2 separate regions of the Mus musculus genome follow, and region 1 is linked to region 2. The links are chromatin contacts, called in public HiChIP or PLAC-seq maps. All regions are on one chromosome and are shown on one strand. The core of a region is the stretch at or near the end of the contact, and the rest is flanking DNA. Distances in the headings are between cores, read along the strand shown. Region 1 overlaps Vopp1 (vesicular, overexpressed in cancer, prosurvival protein 1). Region 2 holds the start of Kbtbd2 (kelch repeat and BTB (POZ) domain containing 2).

Evidence for each region. HiChIP or PLAC-seq counts read pairs in DNA pulled down with a chosen protein or histone mark.
Region 1: an H3K4me3 HiChIP or PLAC-seq map of bone marrow-derived macrophages shows a contact between it and region 2, with 5 times the contacts expected there. The contact joins the enhancer-like site here to the promoter of Kbtbd2 in region 2. A contact is called at or near these places in 1 of 39 promoter capture datasets (cranial neural crest) and 6 of 115 datasets of contacts at active chromatin or transcription factors (bone marrow-derived macrophages, embryonic forebrain, embryonic stem cells and 2 more).

Annotation. Positions count from the first base shown.
Region 1 is chr6:57,788,187-57,792,379 of GRCm38.p6, reverse strand. Vopp1 (vesicular, overexpressed in cancer, prosurvival protein 1) reads left to right here. Exons shown (of 5, transcript NM_146168.1): 2 at 2,345-2,403. Among named protein-coding and RNA genes, the nearest start is that of Vopp1, 35 kb to the left of the region's middle. Within about 2 kb of position 1,654, at least 8 of the 459 cell types and tissues checked have an H3K27ac peak or open chromatin away from gene starts, as enhancers often do. A contact at or near this core is called in bone marrow-derived macrophages, where this site is marked.
Region 2 is chr6:56,794,756-56,799,245 of GRCm38.p6, reverse strand. Kbtbd2 (kelch repeat and BTB (POZ) domain containing 2) reads left to right here and starts at 1,433. Exons shown (of 4, transcript NM_001362210.1): 1 at 1,433-1,787. It overlaps Gm10209 (oleosin-B6), which reads right to left. Exons shown (of 2, transcript XM_030255710.1): 2 at 820-1,999. The coding sequence ends at 1,202.

The sequences.
Region 1 (4,193 bases), core at 405-2,904, 990 kb before region 2:
CCTTCTTCCAACAACTATTTGTAGTCTGCAAGAGGACGGTGTTTGCTCTCATTTCCAGATCTGGAACCCTTCCTTCCCTAGGTTTTATATGAACCTGCCATTGTAGAAGTTGCTCGTTTCCTTGTATTTTTTCTTCTGCCAACCTTTCAGCTGTTCAATGATATTTAATTTCCACATTATGTAGATCCTTACTATTGTTTGACTTTTAATTTTGGTTATGGAATAATTTTATCTGCAGGAGATAAGGATGTTTATGTAATTGAGTTTAGTACCTTTACAACATCTGTTGCTTTGCATCTCTTTAGTTAAAACCAGGCAGAGAAACTGTATCCATAACACTATAGGTGCTCACAGATTTTTTTCCCCCAGAGGGATATGTAGTTAGTACTAACTTGTGTCTTACGGTATGCATCTTCCCAAAGTCTTTAAGAGAGTGGCTGACTTTAGGAATATTGCTTGTTAGAAGTCATCAAGGTCTCCACAGTACAATTAGGGATGGAATATAGCTTCCATCAAGTCCCTAAGTGACTATTACTATGAAGTCTTGGTTTTAAGGGCACTCTCTTTTTCATCAGCACTTCTTCAGGATTTTTAACAGAGAATAAAGCTTCTTGTAATCAGTATTTTTTACTTATTTTTTATTAATTATTTTATTGGTTTATATTACAAATGATATCCTCCTTCCCAGTTTCATCCCCACAAACACCCATCCCATCCTCCCTCCTCTTTGCCTCTATGATGGTGCTCCTCCACCCACTCACCCACTCCCACCTCACCCCTCTAGCATTCCCCTGCACTGGGGCATCAAGCCTCCACAGGACCAAGGGCCTCCCCTCCCATTGATGCCAGATAAGACTATCCTCTGCTTCATATGTATCCCTCCGTGGATCCCTCCATGTATACTCTTTGGTTAGTGGTTTAGTCCCTGGAACTCTGGGTGACCCAGTTAGTTGATATTGTTCTTCCTATGGACTTGCAATCCCCTTCATCTCCTTCAGTCCTTCCCCTAGCTCTTCCATTGGGGTCCCCTGGCTCAATCCAGTGGTTGGCTGTGATTATCCCACAGTATCTTTTAATATAAAGCAAAAGAGCATGATACTTAGAATCCTTCACAGTCTTAAAGAAAAAAATGCAATTAGCAAGTCATACAATACTGACAAATAATGATTTAGCACTCTCTTAAAGACAGGAGAAAGGGTGCTGACTATGAAGATTTCTTGAGTAGAACGCAGGATCTTGCTCTGTGGAGGGCATCAGAGGGAGAACTGAAGGCATCCTGGGTCTGGCCACAGTTGGTGGTGAGTCTCAAAGAAATGGAGATAGGCAAGAGGTTTGCAGAAGTGATCAGGTTAGGTGTACCCCTAATGGAGGTGGGGAGGTGGAAGAAGGCATGGGCAGCCTACCTGGCAGGAGGGATGTGCTGAGGGGTGCAGGAGTGATCAGATTATGTGTACCCTGGAAAGGTACCCTGGAGATGGAGGAAGGCAGCCTACCTGGGTTCCAGCCAAATGTGGTGTCCCTGTAAGGTTGCTGGGGAGTCACAAAGGGATGCAGATGACCTGAGAGAAATTGCTGAGGACAGCAACAGGGAAGAACTCAGGGAACCCTGTGTCAGTGCTACTTGGTGGCCTAGCCCCAAGGGGGTGGAGTTGGTTAAGAAGAGGAACTTCGGCAGACAATGGTGGCAGTCCTCTCCTTTCTTACATCTAAGAGAACACTCGATCTGGAGCTCTTATGCGCTGCTGAGGAAACCTCACTTGCACTGTCCGACAGACAGGGTCCACTACTTTGGAGTGAATAGTTTGAGTGTGACTTTCATGATATTGCAAAACATAGAGATCTAGAAATGTGACAGTATGTGGGAGATGCCTGTCAAAACGAAAAGTATTGGGGAAATAGAGCTCCCAGTGCTTTGAATTATTCATTATTTACTATTTTGAAGTGTCATACAATTTTAAATGGAGATTGAGTGTAGCTGAGTGGTTAGACCACTTGCCTAGTATACACAGGGCCCCATATTTGATTCTTAGCAACTCCCCCCACCCCTGCCCAAGGATTGTCTTTTGTTTACCCTTTTAAGGAAATATTTGTGAATAATAATTAGAGGCATAGGAAAATAGCTGCTTCTGTTTCCCTCTTTTTAAAAAGGTTTTGAAGAAATGAAGCATCTATGAGAAAGGGAGGAGATGGGATTTCTCGTTACTCACTCACTGCCTGCTTCTCTGCTAGCCGTTTGTGATTTCCTCCATTGCTGCTCTTTCTTTGTTAACTTCCTGAGACCTTTTCAGTAGTGTACAAACCACTGACAAAGTTTTTTTTGTTTTGTTTTTGCTTTTATTTCTAGTGCACTGAGGCCAAAAAACATTGCTGGTATTTTGAAGGACTCTATCCCACATACTATATGTAAGTATAGTGCCTTCCTGCTGATTTGACTGTGGTCAGTTTTTTTTCTCCAGGAGCGGTTTCTTTTATAGGATTGAGTTATTGGATAGAAAGTGCAGTAGAGTGGAGGTTTCGGCAGTTAAGTTTGTGAAGTCCAGAGGTAGTTTTTCAGGGATATTTTACAGAGACAGGTTGCAGAGGGAACAGCCGAGACACAGGTGAAGACAGAATGAACCAGAGAATGAGAAGGAGCCAGATTAGAACAGATTGCCAGAGTTACTCTGAGACCAAGAAGAGCAGCTCAGTGAGAAGCTGAGAGAAGCCAGATTGAATCAGTTAGCTTGGAGAGGCGTTTGTGCCAGAACAGCTGAGCTGAACAAGCCAGCCAGATTTCAGAAAGAGCTAGAGAGGGCAAACTTATTCAGCAGTAAGCCTCTGAGATAACAATTACATAAGGCAAAGAAGTTACTTTAACAGAAATAGTGATAGAGTTCCAACTTAAAGAAAAAAGCCCAAGTCTAAACAAATTCATAGCAGAATTCTATCAGACTTTCCTAAATCTCCAGCCAATACTTCTTAAATCATTCAAACAAATAGAAGTGAAAGGGATAATTCATGCTTCTTTTACAATCCAATATTACTCTAATGTTACAACCAAGTAAAACACAAATATTTCACGGAGACAGACAAATCATCCTAAAATTCACATGGAAGTACAAAAGTCCCTGGGCAGCCAGAGAAAACCTGAACAAACAAAATAAAACAACAACAGCAACATCAACAAAACACAAAGAAACAGAAAAATACAAAGTGCTAAAAAGATTATTACTTGTGATCCAGCTATATCACTGCTTAGCATATTCCCAAAGGACTTAACATCTTATTCCAGAGATGCTCGCTCAGCTATGTTCATGCTGCTCTGTCCACAATAGCTAGGAAATGGAAACAACCTATATGTCCTTCAGCGATGAATGGCTAACAAAAATATGGCACATACACACAATGTAATATTATTCTACTTCAAAGAAATATGAAATCATGAAATTGATAGACCTATATACCGAGTGTAATAATTCAGCCCCAGAAAGACAAATGTTCTCTATTATTTGTAATTCCTAGGTCACAAATTTCTGATGAGAGTATATAATTCTAGTAGCTGTAGAAACTAGGAAAGTAACAAGAGCTATTTGTGGGAGCTTTAGGGAAGTAAATAGTAGGACATAGATACCATTGAGTGAGGGATTGGAAGACTGGGGAAGGTCTTTCACTGGGGGGTTGAGGGAAGATAATAATCAGACAGACAGACAGTGACTGAGACACAGAGCAAATAAGCATTTTTTAAATTCAAGAATCATAATGTTTCATGTTTGCATAAAAGTATATTTGTATACATACATTTATTATTTAAATTATGCCACAAAGGGTGATAATATTTACCACCAAGAGCTATAGATTAATTTAACAAAATCCCCAGTAAGATACATGAGAGAACCCCATTCCACTTGATGACCACGGGAGTCCAAGAGACTCTGAAAGCTATATAGGATATTGACTTTGATGGCCTCCCAGAATTTGGAGGTAAGACTGTGTTACTGGAGAAATTTAGACACAAGACTTGGAGGTTTCAACCTGAATGGTATTTGGAAGTCTCCTGCCTGAACACTACTCTTCATAATACTGGATGCAGCCTCCCAAGGGAGGAAAGTAATAGTCCTACCCCGCTGTGAGGCCCAGAACCACATCAGTGACCATCATGGTATCACATCCCTAAAGGTACATAGTGGCATGCATATACCGGTGGTAACCAGTAG
Region 2 (4,490 bases), core at 184-2,683:
TGAAGCTGGTATTAGCAAAAGCAATTAAATAGACTAAAAACCTTATTTGGACTACATCATCTTTTATATAAACGCTACTTTCTTTTTTCTTTTTTTTTCTTTTGTTTTGGTTTTTTTTTTTTTTTTTTTGGCAGGGACTCACTTACTGGCTGGCTTATAACAAGTAACTTGCTATTTAGACCAGGCTGTCCTTGAATTTATAGAAATCTGCCTACCTAACTCTGGCATACTGAGATTACAGGCCTATGCCACTATGCCCAGATTAAACTTTGTAAACTTTATCGTTATTGGGTCGTGACCTAGGAATTCCATATTCACGCAGTCAAGATGAAGAGCAGTCCCATTAACTACAAAGAAGTTCCTTGTGCTATGTGCTAGGTGTTCACAACGACGTCGGTCAACTAGATTTTCTTTGTATTATTTCAGGGAAGCAAAATTAGAGTGGATAGATACATTGTATACCAGCACGGTTAACTATATTTTCTTTGTATTATTACAAGACAGCAAAATGGAGTGGATAGATACATTGTATTTGAGAGCAGACAAGATTTTCTTTGTATCCTTACAGGGAAGCAAGATAGATGCATTGCATTGTAATGCTCTGTAATGCATTCTGAGGGCCTGTTAACCCCCTCTACCAAACCAGCACTTTTAAATAGTCTGGTGTCGTTCATGTGCTCCTGTTAAAATTTGAACTCACTATTTAGCGAAGGACAGCCGGGAATTCCTGATATCCTTTCTCTAGCCTCCTGCCATCTGGGATTAGAGGTGTCTGTCTCTTTGCCTAATGCTTTATATGTGGCCATTCTTATTTTCAAAACTGGACTTGTTCTAACAGTTGAAGTTAGGAAGTAGGCAATTCTGAACGTTTTTTGTTTCGTTTTCGTTACATGTATCTTTAGGCAAATCTATAACATTTTTGCTTGCCAACAAGTCTCGCAGACCACAGGCACTTGCTACTTCAAGGCTTTGCTTTGAAATCTGGGGCATGGAGGGTGTCTGCTGCATTGCAGTAAAAACTGGCTGGAGGCATCATTTGTGGAGACCGTCCTCTGCACCCATTCGCTTCCAAACTGCGGGTTATCTCGATGGTGCCAATACTTCCAAGGCCTTAGCAAGCGGAACTTCTGAAAGCGATGGAGGCTGGAACTAAGGAAAGCAGCCCATATAGCAAACGGTCCAATGTCCTCCTCCCCTAACTTCAGCTTCCCGGGGTGCAGTGCTGGCCCCCACTCTGGCCCAGCCTGCAAATGTCTGTATCTCGGGTGGACACCTCAAACACGAACAACTGCGGCTGCACAGAAGTCCAAGTGCCGCTGAATAGAACTTTGGGAACTGATTTTTCTAGGCCATCCCTGAGGATGGGTGGCCGGCGCGACCCCGCTCTGCTACGCGCACGCGCCTTAGCAGCCCGGGAAGCCCGGACCCAGACGCCAGCGTCACCTCGCGCCGCCTCCGCCCTTCCTGCTTTCCGTTTCCTTCCCGCGCCTGCGCGGCTCCGATTGTTTTGGCTTTCCGGTGGGGCAGAGGAAAAGGGCGCGGTGAGCCAGATGAAGGCGGGGTCCAGCCGCGGGCACCCGGGAGCCCGCAGAGCCGCTGCTGGAGCGGGCGCGGGCACTGGCGCGGGCGGCAGGCCGTGACGGCCCAGCCCAGGAGGCGCGAGGAAGCGGAAGCGGGGGCGGAAGCGAGCGGCCCGGATCCCCGCAGCGCCACGCCCCCGCCGTGCGTGCGGCCGCGTGAGTGCAGCCCGGCGGAGCGGCGCGGTGAGCTGGGCGACCGGGGACGAGGTGAGCCCGGCCGGGCGCGAGGCTGGCGGGCGGCCTTTGTGGCCCGGGGCGGCGGCGGCGGCTTTCAAACTGGGGCGCTTCCGCCGAGCGCGCGGTGTTTCCGGCGCGGCCTTGCGCGAGCTGCGGGGCTCGGGGCGGCGTCCTTTCTGAGGGAGAGCTGTTTTGCCCGGCTCGTGTCGCGGCCGCCGGAGAAGGGCGACCGCGTCCTTGCCCTTTTTTTTTTTTTTTTAAAAAAAAAAAAAGTATTATTATAATTCTTTTTCTTGGCACATCGGCAGTAACCAAGAGTTAGCCAGGTTAGCCGGGGTCCTGTTGTCCTCGGCCTGCTTGTGCTCTGCTGTGGGAAGGGGAAGCTGCACTTTGAAACCTGTTTGCTTTAGACGGAAATCATGGGTTGGAACTGGACGCTAAGTCGGCCGACTGGGCGCTGCTGTCGTGTGCTCTCCCCCACTTCCCGCCCCGCCAAGCGCCTGGCCTAGTAGCTCTTAAGATTCCTTTTTTTTATAGCTACCTAAAGGAAAAGGGATGCGTATTCTCCGGGCTGTAGATCTCTAGAATTTCTTTGGTGGCCTCTCTTTAAGTTAAGCAAGGAATTAAGATAGTAAACTTGAAAGACTTTGCTTTGTGAACAGCTATATCAGCTTTGTGAAAACGAGGGGGGAAAAAAAAGACAGTGCTGGTCACGTGTTGTTTATACATGAATCTGTAAGTCTGGCTCACTGAGCAGACACTGAGGAACGGCCCTATCAGCGGTGTGCTCTGACTGAAATTATATTTTCTTCCTGTGAGTTAATACAGTTTATTTTAGTTTCTTCATTTCTTTGGAGTTGTGAATTCTTCCCCAGATTTGAGTAATATAGACCAGATCTTTTGCAGGTGAGAATGACTTCGTCTAGTCAGACTGTGGATGAAGCTTTTATTTGTAATCTAAGATCCATTTGAAAAGCCAAGTCAGTTGTTTTTCCCAGCCTCTGTGATGTGAAACGTTGCTGTTCGTTTCGTCTGTCTGATAAGGTTATGCCTTTCTGCTTTGCTCTTTTGTTGGTTTAACGCTTTTCTAGGTTCCTTTAGATCAGGGCCAGAAATCTTAAGAGAGGGTATATAATTCTTGGCAACTACGGCTTTTCCGTTGAGCATTCTTTGTATGTAATCCGTGTGTTTCCACACTTATTTCCTCTCTTCAGATAAGTACTGTAATTATTCTCTATTTTATTTCCATAAGTACAGTGCTGTAAAATATGCTAACTTTACAAATACTGTAAGGAGGTGACAGAAATAATAGGAGTCGTAGTAGTTATTAGTGAGGCCACAGTAGAGTTTTCTTTATTAGATAGCAGAAATAGTTAGCATTTCTTAAGTTTCTATGCCTTGAGTGATTTAGATGTTTAAGTTCCTAGAAACCTGATTTGTCTCTTGAGGTAGACTGTGTTAATAGTGTAACGCAGGCTTGCCTTAAAGTCCTGCTTCAGCCTGGGGTTTGCAAACTACTACTAGCATGCCGTGCCCTATTGACTGCAGTCTTGAAAGCCAAAAGATACCTGGTTTTCCATAGATTTGCATGCTATTTAGAAAATAGTTGACAACCACCCACCCACCCCTTCCCTGCAGCATTCCTAAGACAGTTGGGGCTGAGAAAATGGTGGGTTTTGCTGTCCTGAAATGTGTCTTGTTATACATAGGTCTTGCCCTGTATTGCAGAGTTTGAATAAAACAGATACTTATGTAACTTGGAGCGTTGATTGGCAGGCTGGTTCAAGCACTTAGGTGTATGAAGGGTATTCTTGATGCTTTGGCAGGATTTGAGTTCTTAGATCATTTTATGGGAAGGAGAGATTGTCATGGGAGATTGGAAACAATGTACTGGGACCATCTTTATTTACGCCACTCATATAAATGACAGTAGTGACTTGTGCCTTTCATTGCAAGCAGGGGCTTCCAAGAACTTTACCTCTGTGGTTTACTTATTTTTGTAGCACTGGGGATGCTAAGCAAGCCCCCTACTTTTATTACTGAGCTATAGTCCCAGCCAGCCCTTGGTTTGTTTTTTAAGTGACAAGATCTTGCTCGGTAGGCTAAGGTTGGCCTGGACTACCAGGATTCATCTCCTCCTCTGCCTGCTGGGGAGAGGGCACACTTGGCATCAAGCTTTTATTTAGTTTTGTGTGTCTGTAAGGAAACATATTTTAGTAGTCACAGTCAGTGTTAAGGGGCTCTACCCCTTAGACTCCTATAAAAGAATGTAGAGCATCCAAGGTGATACTTACATAACTTGGGGTATCTGGAATGACAAGTTAATTTAAACAGTATTAGGTGTATGAAAACACTTCTTGGTTCTCTTGTCAGTAATTGTTTTCTGTTGTGGTTGGAGGAACTGACCCAAGAAAACAGTGTTAGTGGAAAACTTTGGGTCAGTTTTGTGTCAGCCAGGCCCGTCCCACTTCTTGAGCCTGAGTAAGACGGAGAGGTAAAGGAGCGATCATCTAAAATGGCATCCTGAGCTCAATTATTCTGTCATAGGCTCTTGGGAGCTCACTGATCGTGCTGTAGTGTTTGGAGCTTGCCCTTGTGCACATAAGTATGTGTCGTTAGCCTGATTGAGAATATAGCTTGGGAATAAAAGAAACATTTGGGGACAGACCTGAACTCCCAAGAGTAGGAGAAATTACTGAAATTTATCAGATTTGATAAATTTAAAGAACAAAC